3 separate regions of the Sus scrofa genome follow, and all the other regions are linked to region 2. The links are chromatin contacts, called in public Hi-C and promoter capture Hi-C maps. All regions are on one chromosome and are shown on one strand. Each heading gives the region's core, a stretch centred on a gene start, on an enhancer-like site or on the middle of the called end of the contact. The rest is flanking DNA. Distances are from core to core; before and after follow the strand shown. Region 1 holds the start of SMARCA5 (SWI/SNF-related matrix-associated actin-dependent regulator of chromatin subfamily A member 5). Region 2 holds the start of GAB1 (GRB2-associated-binding protein 1). Region 3 overlaps USP38 (ubiquitin carboxyl-terminal hydrolase 38).

Evidence for each region. Promoter capture Hi-C pulls out the DNA fragments that hold promoters and counts their contacts. Hi-C and Micro-C count contacts between places; a contact is called where the count stands out from the background.
Region 1: a promoter capture Hi-C map of liver shows a contact between it and region 2, with 3 times the contacts expected there. The contact joins the promoter of SMARCA5 here to the promoter of GAB1 in region 2. A contact is called at or near these places in 2 of 5 promoter capture datasets (fetal liver and liver), 2 of 47 Hi-C or Micro-C datasets (heart right ventricle and skeletal muscle) and 1 of 2 datasets of contacts at active chromatin or transcription factors (skeletal muscle).
Region 3: a contact with region 2 is called in a Hi-C map of liver, with 6 times the contacts expected there. The contact joins the enhancer-like site here to the promoter of GAB1 in region 2. A contact is called at or near these places in 2 of 5 promoter capture datasets (fetal liver and liver), 8 of 47 Hi-C or Micro-C datasets (embryonic fibroblasts, fetal skeletal muscle, fibroblasts and 3 more) and 1 of 2 datasets of contacts at active chromatin or transcription factors (skeletal muscle).

What each region holds. Positions count from the first base shown.
Region 1 is chr8:84,221,720-84,226,300 of Sscrofa11.1, reverse strand. It overlaps SMARCA5 (SWI/SNF-related matrix-associated actin-dependent regulator of chromatin subfamily A member 5), which reads left to right and starts at 1,358. Exons shown (of 24, transcript XM_003129174.5): 1 at 1,358-2,054. The coding sequence starts at 1,878.
Region 2 is chr8:84,390,096-84,394,798 of Sscrofa11.1, reverse strand. GAB1 (GRB2-associated-binding protein 1) reads left to right here and starts at 3,288. Exons shown (of 12, transcript XM_003129177.6): 1 at 3,288-4,235. The coding sequence starts at 4,164.
Region 3 is chr8:84,587,133-84,591,776 of Sscrofa11.1, reverse strand. It overlaps USP38 (ubiquitin carboxyl-terminal hydrolase 38), which reads left to right. Exons shown (of 10, transcript XM_021100666.1): 3 at 872-1,001; 4 at 2,820-2,921. Among named protein-coding and RNA genes, the nearest start is that of USP38, 12 kb to the left of the region's middle. Within about 2 kb of position 2,041, at least 7 of the 83 cell types and tissues checked have an H3K27ac peak or open chromatin away from gene starts, as enhancers often do. A contact at or near this core is called in liver and retroperitoneal adipose tissue, where this site is marked.

The DNA.
Region 1 (4,581 bases), core at 109-2,608, 170 kb after region 2:
CAGCCCTAAAAAGCAAAAAAATAAAATAAAATAAATAATAATACACAAACTCATTTTAGAAAAATAAAAAAAGAGAAACAAAAATGAATTAGGTAATATACATCAACAACAATCACTTTCAATAATTTTAGGACTATCCTTCCAAAGTTTTATCTATATTTTTGAACTGTTAAAATTTTTTAGTTACTACTATATAATAAACTTTTTTCTACAGTCTGGTTGTTACAAGTTAATAATAATTCACTTTGTGGTATACAACAGTTTTAAAATCAAACTTTCAATGTTGGACTATATTGTGCTAGCATTTCTCAAGTACATATAAAGACGATGATGATCATCATTTATATAGTTTTCTTTTTATCTATCCTTGGGGGTTCCCTAGAGTCTCAGACAGGGCATTTCTAATAGGCTGGGGAACATTCTTCCAGATCTCAAAGAATTATCATTGAATTGGTTAAAAGTTTGCAGGTTAAATATTCAAAGGAAATCCCTTCTGTTTGTAATTCAGCATAGTCAATGGTTTGGTCAAACCTTGACTCTTGACAAGTTTGTCTCCTTTATTCAATACGTACTAATAGAATATTGGATATGGGGATATAAAGATGAGTAAGAGCCTATGCAGGGCAAATAACAATTTAGTGCAGTATGCAGATTTGCTGTCAAATAGAACACCATGTGCTTAAATTCTGCAGTAGGTGGATGCAAAAGGCTGTGTTGAACATAGCGTAAAGCAATGTACAAACCAGTGATTACTTGTAACACTTTTTTAGAAGAATGTCTGTTTTTATTTAATATTTGGTGGTTGAGGAAAAGATATAACCTATTACCTCTCTTTCTTATCTGCTAATTACTCTTGTTTCTCACATGGTGGTTGGCGCAGTTTGCTTACTTTTAGCATGTAAACTTAGAGGAAATATCGTCTAACTCTACCGAAGAAGGAATTTAGAAATGATCAATCATATAGCTAACATAAGGATGACAAAACAAACAAAAATCACACTAACAGGCACTCTTCTTAGACAACAAAACAGTGAGACGTCAACTGGGAAAACCGTATCATTGTCAACTCTGTGGCGTCACGCCAATAAGCGGAGGCGGTAAAAGAGAGGCCTGCAGAAGCCTCTACGCTGCAGCAGGCGGCGCAAGACCCGGGCAATTTTTCGAGCAGCGCTGGGATTACTGCCAAGCTGGGGAAGCACAGCGACCCGGCACAGCGAGCCGTTAAGAACGACTGTAAGACTGCGGTGGCGTCACGCCCGGAAACCGACGCACAAACTTACGTCTCCGAGCCCTCCTTTGAGGCCCCGCCCACTCATCGCCCTAGAGCCCGTAGGGGCACAGGGGGCGTGGCCAAGAGCTTGGAGTAGAGAATGCGCATGCGTACTTTGAAACCCCGGTCTCTTAGCTAACTATCAATCTCGCGAGTGTTGAAAGTCGGTGGCGTAGGTAGTAGACCTGGATGCTGGCGAGATACCTGATATCTACCAGAGGAAGAAGAGGAGGCGGCTAGGCTAGTTCCTGGTCTTGGTCCTTCTTGCTTTCCTTTCTTTTTCCCCCAACTCTCCGCCCTCCTGTAAATCGGCCTGCCTTCTCTGACCTCAGTGACCCGGGTGGCCCCGCCCACCCTCGTCGACGTGATTCCCGCCGTGAGGTAAAGCGCCGGTCGAACCCAGAGCCGGGAGGAAGAGGAGGACAGCTAGAGGGGGAGGCTCCTGGGCCTGGCTTGGGCTCGTCGCCGAGCTGCGGAGAGGAAGCATTCGGGTGGTCCTTCCGCTCCTCCATCGGCTCACTGCGACGTAGCCACCCAGGCCTAGGCCTCCTCCTCATCCCTGCTGGGCCGGGCCTCTGGCAGCAGCGGGTGACGCAGACGGAACATCATGTCGTCCGCGGCCGACCCTCCGCCACCCCCGCCTCCCGAGAGCGCGCCTTCCAAGCCCGCATCCTCCGCCGCCTGTAGCGGGAGCAACAACAGCAACAAAGGCGGCCCCGAGGGCTTCGGCGTCCCGGCGGCTCCCTCCGCGGCCGGCGCCGGCCCCACGGACTCCGAGATGGAGGTAAGGACGGCCTGTGGCATGGGGAGAGGGCGGGATAGGGAGGAGGAACTGGTTCCCTCTGCTGTGTATTGGTGATAAAACGCGAAGCCGAACTTCACTCCTCTGCACCCAAACTCGGCCTCAGACCCTTGGATGATCCGAAATGATGCTCTCCCTTGCGCCCTTCTGCTTACCTATGCAAGTAGACTCAGCTGGGTCTCTGGCACCTCATATTTGCGTTATTTGTCTCTTTCGCGAACCTTGCCAAATCCTCAAACGCTCTTATTAGACACATGTTCTTGATTACTGAGGCCGAGACGGATCTGCCGACTTTTTTTTTTAAGTGAGGCTCCCATAATTCCCTCGCCCATCTCTGAATCTCGATTTTAGTTTCCACTAAACCTGGGGGGAGGGGGAGGGAGATTTCCCTTTAGGAACGAGGGTAGACGGACGGGGTGGGGAAGGCATTTAAAAGCAGCGCATCCGAGGATTTGGGCCTCCTTTTCTTCATCCCGGTCCTTGCGGGGGCGGTATCTGTTCTGGGCAGAAACAATGGCGAGAGCTGGATGGCTGAGGGCGCAGTGGGGATAAGCGGGGCGCAGCTGCTCCTGTGAAGGGAGAGGAGGCTCCTCCCAGGCGCTGTTCCATTGGGAGGGAAGCGACCAAGGCAGCGGCAGCTGTCTGGAACCCCCATCTAATTTGGGGGTGGGGTGATGGATGGAAGGATGAATGATTTAGTGAGTCAGGGGTTGGGGGGGGGTTGGGGGTTTTCAGACCAGCACTCCTGTAGGGCATTGGCCTGTATTTGAGAATTGGTACCCCTCCCTGCCGCGGAGCCTGCCTTCTGGGCTGGGGTTGGCCGGCCAGGGGATGGTGACAATACTGCGGGGGTGGAAAGATTGGGGAACAGCCAGGCGGGTCTCTTGGGTGTGCTCCAAGGCTTTGCGATGTCTGGGAACAAAGTGATTGCTTGCTCCTTCCAAATTTTATTCTTGGCTTTCGATCTGTTTTGATATATGTTATAGTCGCAGGCCAGAGATTTCTGGGACTTTTCCATCCTTAGATAGATTGAGCTAAGGTAATACTGCTTTAAAAATGAACATTGCTGCAGAATTAACGCAATAAGGAAATGGTAGCGCGGTTTACCATTGAAGCATTTGGCGCAGTAGTTTTATTTGGGCCCCAGCGGTCTAGTCTAGGATGAAGTAACACGTTAGTTTTTGGAAGAACTTTTAGGTGAAGGTGGACCTCGATAGAATAGGACTTCTGGTATTCTGTAGTTTTCGGTGTCTTGAGATTTGTTTCAAATTCCTGTCTGGTGTTGCCTATTTTTCTCTTTAGGTTTTAAATCGTTTTTTGAATTATCAGGGTTAACGTGGATTCCTGCTTCCTGGCCTAAGGGGGTTTGAAAGTCTGACATTGAAAGCAATTGTATGTAAATATACCGTTCTGAACAAATTGATGTTTTGCTGTTCTCAGCTTCTCAAAGGGGGCTGTCATTCAAATTTTGGAATAACAAGCACAGTCTCACTAGGGGTGTTACAGAATCAGAAAGCAGAATAATTTAAAGCCTAAACTGAATATTTTGGCTTCAGTTGCTATTTTTAAAGTTAAAGTGGAATAAAAGTTTAACTATGATTATTAAGGATATAACAAGGACCATATGAAGTCAGTGGTATTTTTATTTGCCAAATGAGAAAATTGAGTCTTCTGGTAAGTAGAACCTGTGATAGAACCCAGGTCTGGCTCTGAAGCTGACCATTTCCCCACGTATCTTGCCCTGTCATAGTCTTAAAAAAAGATGTTTGACAATTTTTATTTATTAAAGAATGATTTAGTTATCTTTTACCTTCTCAGTATAGGAATATCAGTAGTTTTATCCACCTTTTCACTGAATAGTTTTAGTTTTTGTTTTTTCCCTTACATTATAGGGTGGTTTTTCTTTTTTTCATTTTGGGGGGGGGGTCTTAAAAAAAAAAATACCTTCAGTCTCTTCTTTTTCCTTAACTGAATTTAGAAATCATTGAAGTTCACTGGTTAAAAACTAGATTTCTGCATACATGTGTAACGTATCTGACAATCTGTTTCACAACTTAAAAAAATATTTTAGGAGTTCCCGTCATTGCGTAGTGGAAACGAATCTGACTAGGAATCATGAGGTTGCAGGTTCGATCCCCCTGGCCTTGCTCAGTGGGTTAAGGATCCGGCAATGCCAGGAGTTGTTGTGTAGGTTGCAGACACGTCTCAGATCTGGAGTTAACTATGGCTGTGGTGTAGGCTGGCGGCAACAGCTCCAATTAGACCCCTAGCCTGGGAACCTCCATGTGCCACGAGTGCAGCCCTAAAGAGACAAAAAAGACAATAAAAAATAAAAAAATTAAAGAAATAAAAAGTACTTTCAAATGTCTTTTTCTTGTTTGAAAGTAGAATTTAAGGTGAGTTTTACCAAAATCATTTATTTTCTGACAAAGCGCACTGTCCTAGAAATATTAGCTAGCTTTTCTATGTATTAAGTTTAGTTTTTCTTTTTTGCTTGGTACTGATAGGT
Region 2 (4,703 bases), core at 2,039-4,538:
GAAGATCGCTGAGGATTTATTTGACATCACTGACCATGAATTTAGAGTGATGTCATTCATTCTGTTGTGTAACTTGTTTCAACAGTGCTTGGCTGTGTGGGTGCAGAAGAAAGTACAGTTTGGTTCACGCAGAGTCGGGGTTTTTTGAGTTGGAAGCATGCTATTAAAAATGTGGACCACAACATTCAAACTGAATAAGGGAGAAGGTGAAGGTGGAGAGATCTGATGGGTCATGCATGAGAAAGCAGGGGTGTCAACAGGCTGGAAAGCTATTGGAGAAGAAAGAAGATTACAGAGGGAGAACGTAGAGATTAAGTTGGAAGATGTATGGTTAAAGTGGGCTGCTGGCGGTGAATGACAAAGTCTATCTTGTTGGAGGCGATTTGAAAGTCACAGAAGGTGACACTTGTCATTTGCTCAAAGAAAAAGTCTAAACTCTAAATCTATCTCCCAGTATCTGCACAGTCTGACTGTGCCGACCTCTGTCACCTTACCTATGTCCCATTCTCTGGCCTCCCTGCTACCTTCATCCAGGTCCTCAGGAGTCTCCTTCAGCCTGGGGACTTGACAGCTCGCAGTTTCTCTGTTGCCTGGAATATTCTTTGCTGCTTGGCCAGGCCATTTTTTCTTAATCCTAAGAATTTTAGTTCAAAGTTTGTTCCTCGGGCAAGTCTTTCCCCACCTACCCACCCTTCTCCCAGGTGGGGCAGAGCCTCCAGTTACAGGTCCAGCTAAGACTCTTTGTTTTTCCTTCACAGCATTTAACGAGTGTATTGTAGAAGCTATGGGGCTCATGATTAGTAAAATGATCTTCTCCAGGCTGGACGACTGAGGTAATAGGTCTGGTTAGCCTCGCTATTGTATCCTGGGTCCTCAGGAACTTGTACATACAAGGACATGCCATAAATATTCGTCGTATGAATGAAATGTAAGACACTTAGGTGTAATAGTGTTTTCCAGCATGTTTTAAATGACATAAATATAATTTAACAGATAATCTAAAAATGGCATATAATGTAAAGATAAAGCCAATGTCCTTTCTACATACGTGTAAGAAGACATGCTTGTCTTCAACCTCTCCTCACTTACCTGATCTTTAGAAATGCAAATCTCAAACAACACAGTCAAAGAGAGGGAAAAATACTTACTGATTTCTTATATGCAAATGAGATAACTGAATCCATTTGAAATAAAGCAAAAAAAAAAAATCATTGGAACATCCCAAAGTAGTCCAGGAGATACAGTGGGCCCTCCATATCTTTGGGTTCCTCATCCGAGGCTTCGATGAACCTTGGAGTGGGAAGTGTTCAGAGAAAATTTAGAAAGTTCCAAAAAGCAAAACTTGAATTTGCTGGCCACTATTTACATAGTATTTACATTGTACTTACTATTTACATATTATTTACACTGTATTAGGTATTACAAGTAATCCAGAGGTGATTTAAAGTATATGGGAGGACACATTTAGGTTACATGCAAATACTACAACATTTTACATAAGGGACTTGAGCATTAAAGGATCTGGGTAAGGGGAAAGGTCCCGGAACCAATTCCCTGGGAATACCGAGGCACAATGGCAGTACAAATTTCCACTAAAAAGGCCTTTACAACAGGACTGGAGGAGCAGTAAATTGTCTAGTCAACAGTTAACTAGGAAAGAGTGGACTAGGCTTAGCAATGTTAATTATAAATACTTTGTACAGACACACTGCCTGTGGGAGAAGCAGAAATCAAATTCAATGATTTATTTTCATTTGGAAGGCTTGTGGTAAAACCCGAGCTCACATAAAAAATTGCTTTGGTTTATTAGCTGCCATAAAAATTACACTCGTATTCTGAAAAGCCTTAAAATTTAAGAAAAACAATGAACCCTCTTGCTTGTTTTTTCTCTCTCAATCCTCCTTATCTCTTTGATTTTTCTACAAAACAAGTATAAATCTCCTCTTTCTTTACAAACACCTTTCTCATCTCTGGCTAGCTTATCTTCAAGGAAGACTTCTCTCATTCTATCTGACCTAGTCCCATCTGGTTATTCTTCCAATTTACCGTGTTTATTTTCCCCAGGGCACAACATTTATCACAATTTGTACTTGTGCTGACCCCTGTTTATCCTCTGCCACCACAGAAATGTCACCTCCATGAGTGCAGGGAACTTTGTCACCACCCAGCACCTATTTTCCTGCTATAATGGTAAACCTTTTCAAACTCAAGAGAAACTTTTGAATGCCAGTACTGTTATTAATAAGCAAGTGCCTGAGGTTAGGTTTTTCCAGAAATGTTCACTCATCTACTATTTTTAGCACTTTTATCTCATTTATTTATATTACCTTCTAAAATTTGTTTGGGGGCTTTGTTTTTCACAAATAAATTTATATTTCTATTACAGGATCGTGTCAAACTCAGGACCAGGTATCATAATTGCAATACACACACGCAAGCAAATAGAGCTAAGACGTCTAGTAAAGTTTCCCTTTTCTGGTTCAACATCCCAAGGGTAGATTTTAAACAAATCCAAAGTCAAGTGGAAGAAACTGGCTACAAGTGGAGGGAGAGTGACTTCAAAATGTCCCAGAGAGAGATTCAACCAAATCTTTGGTCCCAGTAAGAACTCCCATTACTCAGGCAAGGCTGCTCCAAGGTCCAGCCCACAGCGGCCCGAAAGGGTCCCCTTCTGATCTCCTCTCCAGACTGGGTGCCTTAGCGCGATCCCCTGCGCCCTTGTTCTCCTGGTGTCTGACCTTCAACCTCGAGGGCCGGGGCACAGGGGTCGAGGACTCTCAGGGCGCGCGGTCTCCCTCCGGCCGTCAAGTAGAGGCCCCCTCACCCCCCGCCCAAACCCCTGATTAAACAAACCGAACAAACTCCAAACTGACACTCGGCTGAGCCAACATGGCAATCCCCAGACCGAACATTCAAACGTTCCTCACTCCTTCAGCAGACCGAGCCCCGGAGCGCTACTCTCTCCGAGGCCTGGCCGCTATTCCCAGCGAGGACCCCGCGGGGGGCTCCCGGCGCCAATGCAGCCAGGCGGCCAAGGACCCCTCTCCAGCTTCCCGAACTACAGATCCCAGGGTGCCTCTCGGACTCCGGCTCCCTCCCTCTCTCGCTCCCTCCCTCCGTGCGTCTCCTCCTCCCCGGCCCTTGTTGTTTTGGCTGGAAGCGCTCCGGCGGAGTTTCAGAGAAAGTCTAGGCAGAAACCGGAGCCGGCCGAACGTGGGAAGGGGAGGAGGGAAGGGAGGAAGAGGGAGCCGGGAGGCCGAGAGAGGGAGGGATCTGGGCCGGGGGCCGGGCCGCTCGGAACCTACCGCACGCCCCGGGGTGGGGGAGGCGGCGCGGGAGGAGCGCGAGGGGACCGGACGGTGGGCTCGGTCCCCCCCAGTCTAGCCGCGGAGCTCCTCGTCTCTCCGCCTTCTTTCTCCCGCGGCGGCGGCGGCGGCGAGCGCGGACCCACCCTCCGGCTAGACCTGCGCCCTGCCCAGCGACGCCCAGCCGGCGGCTCCCTCCGTGGCTCGGGACCAGCCCCGCGCCCAGTGCCCACGGGACCCTCGCGGCTTCCCCTTTCCTCCCCGCTGCCCGGGCGCCGCGGAGAAGTGACCCACCCTCTCCCGAGGAGGAGGAGGAAGGAGAGGATCGCGCCGGGCGCCCCGAAACCCAGAGCGGGCGAGCCAGAGTGGGCGCCTCCCGGGGGCTTTGTGAGTGTGTGAGTGTGTATGTGTGTGTGCGCGTGCAGCGTCGTGTCTGTCTCGAGAGCGCTTTGGGAGGTCCTGTCCCGAGGGGGCGGAGCGCAGGGGGCCGAGGCTTGGGCTCCGCGCCGGGGCAGAGTCCCGTGGAGCCGAAGCGCGGCGGAGGCGGCCGGCAGAACGGCACGCCTGGCGGCCAGGCGGGCGCACTGAAGGAAGGCCGGGGCGCCCTCGGCCCGGCCGCGGTCCCAGCCCCGAGGTGTCGGCCTCGGCGGCGCAGCCCGATTCTACTCACGTCCAAGGACCTGCCTGCGGGGAAGAAGTTCGGACGCGTTGAGCCTGCGCGCCGCGAAGCCCGTCCGCCCGGTCCACCCCGTCCACCCGAGGTGCGCCGCAGTAGAGCAAGGTCCCCGCCTTTGCGCGACCGCCCGGCGTCGACGGTGTCGGGAGCGCGCCCGGCGCGGAGCCTGAGAAGCGCGCACCATGAGCGGCGGCGAAGTGGTCTGCTCGGGATGGCTCCGCAAGTCCCCCCCGGAGAAAAAGTTGAAGCGTTATGTAAGTAAAACTCCGCCGCTGCTCCCATCCCGGGGCGGCTCGCGCGGGCGTTGCTGCTTCCACTCAGTCCCCATCCCTTGCCCCTGGGCCCCTTCCCCGGCAGGCTTGGGACCCGGGCTGTAAGCTCCCGCCTGGCCTCCGCCTGGCCGGGGATCTTTCCTCCATCCAGATTGCAGACTTCGGCTCATCGGAAGGCCCAGCGTTGCCAGCTGAACGCCCGCTGCGTGTTTTTATTATTTTAGCGGGGGTGAGGGGAGGGCATTCTCTTTTCGTGATTTCTGCATGGAATTCTTAGGGGCTGCTGTGTAGTAAATTTCCCGCACTGGGAAAACCGCCAAGGTGTTGAACTCAGCAGTCTTCTCTTTGGTCCGCGCTCCCTCCCGCCTTCCCCTCGGGGTGGTTGCGGGAAGCGGGAGGGGAACCTGGGAAGCTGCATTAGAAAAGAGCATCTCCAGTCCGCGCGCAAGG
Region 3 (4,644 bases), core at 792-3,291, 200 kb before region 2:
TTACCATTAAATTGGGCTGATACTCAAAAACACTGGAGTTCTCATCGTGGCTCATCAGTTAATGAACTCTAACAAACTCGACTGGTATCCATGAGAACTCGGGTTCAATCCTTGGCCTTGCTCGGTGAGTTAAGGATCCAGCGTTGTTGTGAGCTGTGGTGTGGATCACAAATGCGGCTCAGATCCCTCGTTGGCTGTGGCTGTGGTGTAGGCCAGCGGCTACTGCTCTGATTCGACCTCTAGCCTGGGAACCTCCATATGCCATAGGTGTGGCCGGAAAAAAAAAAAAGAAAAACACTCATTAATACAAAATGAGGCCATTTCAATATTTACACATTTAGTACCCTTTTATCTGTTCGGAGTTTCTTTTCATTGTCTTTATATAATAGGATTTTGAAAGGAATGAAGAGACCTGTTTCACAGTTCAATAGTCTTTTTTAAGAGTGTACTTTCATATTTAGACTGTAATCACCAGAAAGGAGAAATGTTGGTTCATATCCATATGTCTTAGTTCACATAGCTATATTTGAACTGTTCTTCCTAGAGTAAATTTGCCTAATAAATTCTTGATATATTAGGCCACTGTATAGCACAAATTTAAAACTTGAATTTATGCAAAATGGTAGTTTGTCAGAAATTCTGTCTATGCAAATATGTTATATAGGACACTATCAGCTTACAAGATTAGAAACTTCTTGAGTAAACCCCCCCATTATATTCATTTCTACATCTTAAATAGTGCTATTCACAAAAAAGCCCAGTAAATATTGAATCACAAAGTGAGTGATTGTCTACAACTCTTGTTTTTCCTAACTCAGTAATGTTGAAGATATTTTCAATACTGATAGTTTTGTTTTCCTTCAATTTTCAGAATGATTGACTGGCTGTCCTGGCCATTGGCTCAGCATGTAGACACATGGGTGATTGCACTCTTGAAAGGACTGGCAGCTGTCCAGAAGTTTACTATTTTGATAGATGTTACTTTACTGAAAATAGAGCTGGTAAGTGGTGGTATATAGATCTATTATTAGAAGGTATGGATTCATATAATCAGTCTTTTTATCTTTGGGTTGAACCCTTTTGAATATGATCTTATTTTTAGTTTTCTTTTGAATAATAATTTTGAATGGAGTTTAGAAATTTAAATTGCCGCTTAAGATTAGGTAATTAAATAATTTTGCTGTTTTCGAATATTTAATATGAGGACATATTCCTCCCATTATCTCTTGAATCCCAACTAATCAGGCTTTTACCACCATTTTTCTGCCAAAACTATCTTTGACACCAATGCTTTCCAGTATTGCTTAACTCAGGAGTTATTTCTCAAGCCTCCTCTCATTTGACCCGTTAGTCATTTGACATAGTTGATACTCCCTCTTGAAACACTTTCCTCCCTTAGTTTCCAGGACATTATACTCTCTTGATTTTTGTCCTAGTTCACTGGCTTCTCAGTCTCCTCTAGTGGATCTTTCTAACTTTAGAGTGCCTTAGGGTTTCATCTCTGGTTCACTTGCTTCTCAGTCCATACTCACAGCCACCCATGGCTAAGTTAATGACTGCTGGGTTTATATTTCTAGTTAATTATTTTCCCATGAACCCCATATTTATGTATCAACTTTCTACACTTGGATCTCAAACTCGACTTATCCACAATTTAACCCCTGATTTTTCTCCTCGGATCTGGTCCTCCCCATCTTAAATGACTATTTCATCCTTCCATGTGCTCATGCCAAAAACCTTGTACTTATTTTGGTCTCTTTTCATTCTCTCTCAGCCCATATCTTACAAATCTGTTGACTCCACCTTTAAAATATACCCCACGTTCTACCGCTTTTAACCAGCTGCATCACTACCATCTTGGTCCAAAATCCTCCTCACCCGTTGCTGTACTGATTGCAGTAGCCTGCTGCATCTGCCCTTGATCCCCTTCAGGTGTCAGACGAAGTCCTCCCTGATTTGGCCCACTGCTCCTTCTCTCACCCAGCCTCCCACTATTGATGCCTCAGTCCCTGTGCTTTACTTACACTGCCCTCATTGTTATAGCTCCACTTCACCAGGCTGGAGGCCTCAGGGCCTTTGCCCTGCTTTATTACACTCTTCTCCCAGCTGATCTGCCAGATTTCCTCCTTTCAGTTTTTTTGTACTCAGGTGTCACCTTTTTAATGAGGCTTTTTTTTTAATTCCTTATATAAAATAACAGACTTCATTTGCCACTCAGCATTCCTTATTCAACATACCCCGCTCTTATAGCATTTCTCTCCCATGTTACCTTTTTTTCATGTGTGAGTTCCCTGGGCCAGAGTTTAAACCCATGCTGCAGCAGTAACCAGAGCCACAGCAATGACCATGCCAGATCCTTAACCTGCTGAGCCAGGAGGAAACTCTTCCCACTTTTATTTTACTTTTTATTGCCCTACCTACCCTGTAGACAGTAAGCCCTGTAAGGTCAGAGATTTCTTTTTTTTAATTTGCTGTTACAGAGTAGTACAGAAAACAGTACATAGAACACTGCCAAGCATAGTAGATGCTCAATAAATGTTTGTTGAATGAACCCAGTGAATAATGACCAAGGAGCTACCACCTTGTAAACATGGTTTGATGGCGGGGGATTATGAGTTAGCTAGGTCCTTATATTCCCTTGATCTCTGTCATATTATTTCCCAGCTTTCTCCCTCTGCTAGAGTTTAATAACATGTATTACTTGTTAATTAGGAAGGGAGGTAGTCACAAAATAATTTTGGGCCCTAGGAAAATAACCACCAATTGAATTAATGATTTCCCTACCAACCCTTAAAGTGGATGTCTTCTCTTTTCTGAAGGTTTTTAATCGCCTTTGGTTTCCTCTTGTGAGACCCGGTGCTCTTGCAGTTCTTTCTCACATGCTACTTAGTTTTCAGCATTCTCCAGAGGCGTTTCATTTGGTAAGTTACGACACAAGCTTTCTACACTAAAAAACTTGTTTTAAAATTTCAGTTTAGTATTGAGGCATATTTGCATATTGTGAAAAGATTGTAGTTAAGTTCTATATCAGTTGTTTTCATGTAACTGTATGATTTCTTTTAAAATTGAAATTGTGAGATTTCCTTCCAAAGAATACATTTTCAGAATGTTTGGGTCTCACCAAAACTCTCCACTTGCAGTCACAACCAGCCATTGAAAATTACTGTTGTACATGAGTGATGTCACATGTCAGTGTCACTGATGGTTGTCTGTTGCACGGGGGAACAGTATAGAAGGAGAAAAGTGGTTGAAAACCCCTGGCTGCTTTGGGAGTTCAGCCCAGAATTAGGGCTTTTCATTCTCTCTCAATCCATATCCTACAAATTCTGTTGATTCTACCTTTAAAATATATCCAGAATCCTACCACTTTTAACAAGCTACATCCCTGGTTTTGATTTGACTTGATTTTGCGTACTTGATTATCAGTTATTGCAGGTAAGAAACAACAAAATGTTATTTTGGGAACCTATGTTTCTCTCCAGGGCATCACAGAAAAGCAGTTCTTTATGTGGTTGCTCACTTCCTCCAAGGTCTGATTCTCAGTTTTACAGGACTAGAAACTCATTATCAACACACCCACAGTGTTAAAATCTTAGGAATACTGACTCACCACAAGCAAATTCATAGGAGACTGATGAAGTGCAGAATTTCCGTTGTTGCTTGTTAGCTAGAAATAGAACTAGCCTCAGAGAATTTTATACTCAGATAGGCTATTCAGTGCCGAGTTTCCACTGAGGGAAAATCTACAGGTTTAATAGAAATAAACCTAACTAACGAGTAATTATGTTATACATTATCACTTAGGATGGGTGATTACTGCAGTTACTTGCCCTCATTGGTGAGCTTGATCATCAGTTGGTAACTTTATATCCATTACACAAGCAGAACTCAAACTGAGCTAAAATAGCAGGTATACCAGCAAAATATTCCATGAGTAGAAAAAAAACACCAACGGTATGTCCTTGTTCTCAGGCACAATCATGTGGAGGATGTGTGAGAAAAGATTTATTTTCAGAATTTCTGGGAAGGCAATCATCCATTCTAATGTTTATTGCCCTCCACACTGAGGACGTTCCTTAATCTCTCTGATAAGTCACTTATGCTATACTCTAAACCTATTTCTTTGCTCAATTTTTTAAGTGATGGAGGAGATCTTACCTCATACTGCTTTTTTTCTGAAAAAAGTAATTGAAATGGCAAATGGTTGACTTTGAAATATTTGGCTACTGAAATAAGTAAATATGACATCATTTAAGAAACAGATCTAAAATTGAAAATTGTGATCTGGCTTATTAGTAAGGTCTAAAAACAAAGACCTAACTACTGTCTATATACTATGTATAGGCTGACCCGCTACTCAATTAAAATTAACTTGGGCATCTAGAGGTGGGCCATGTGGTAGTTAAATCACCTATAACTCTAAATAACTCAGCAAAGGACTCAGATTTAAGAGTTGAAGTATGAGCAATAATTTGGAATCACCAGCACTGTTATTTATTATATGTTTAGAATATTTTAGAGCAAACCAAGATCAGTGTTATATCATGTGATATTATGTACCAAAGTGCTTTTTATAAGTGGAAAGAATGCTTTAAACAGAAGAAGAAATACCGAACTTTCTAATTAAGAAAGTTATATGTATCT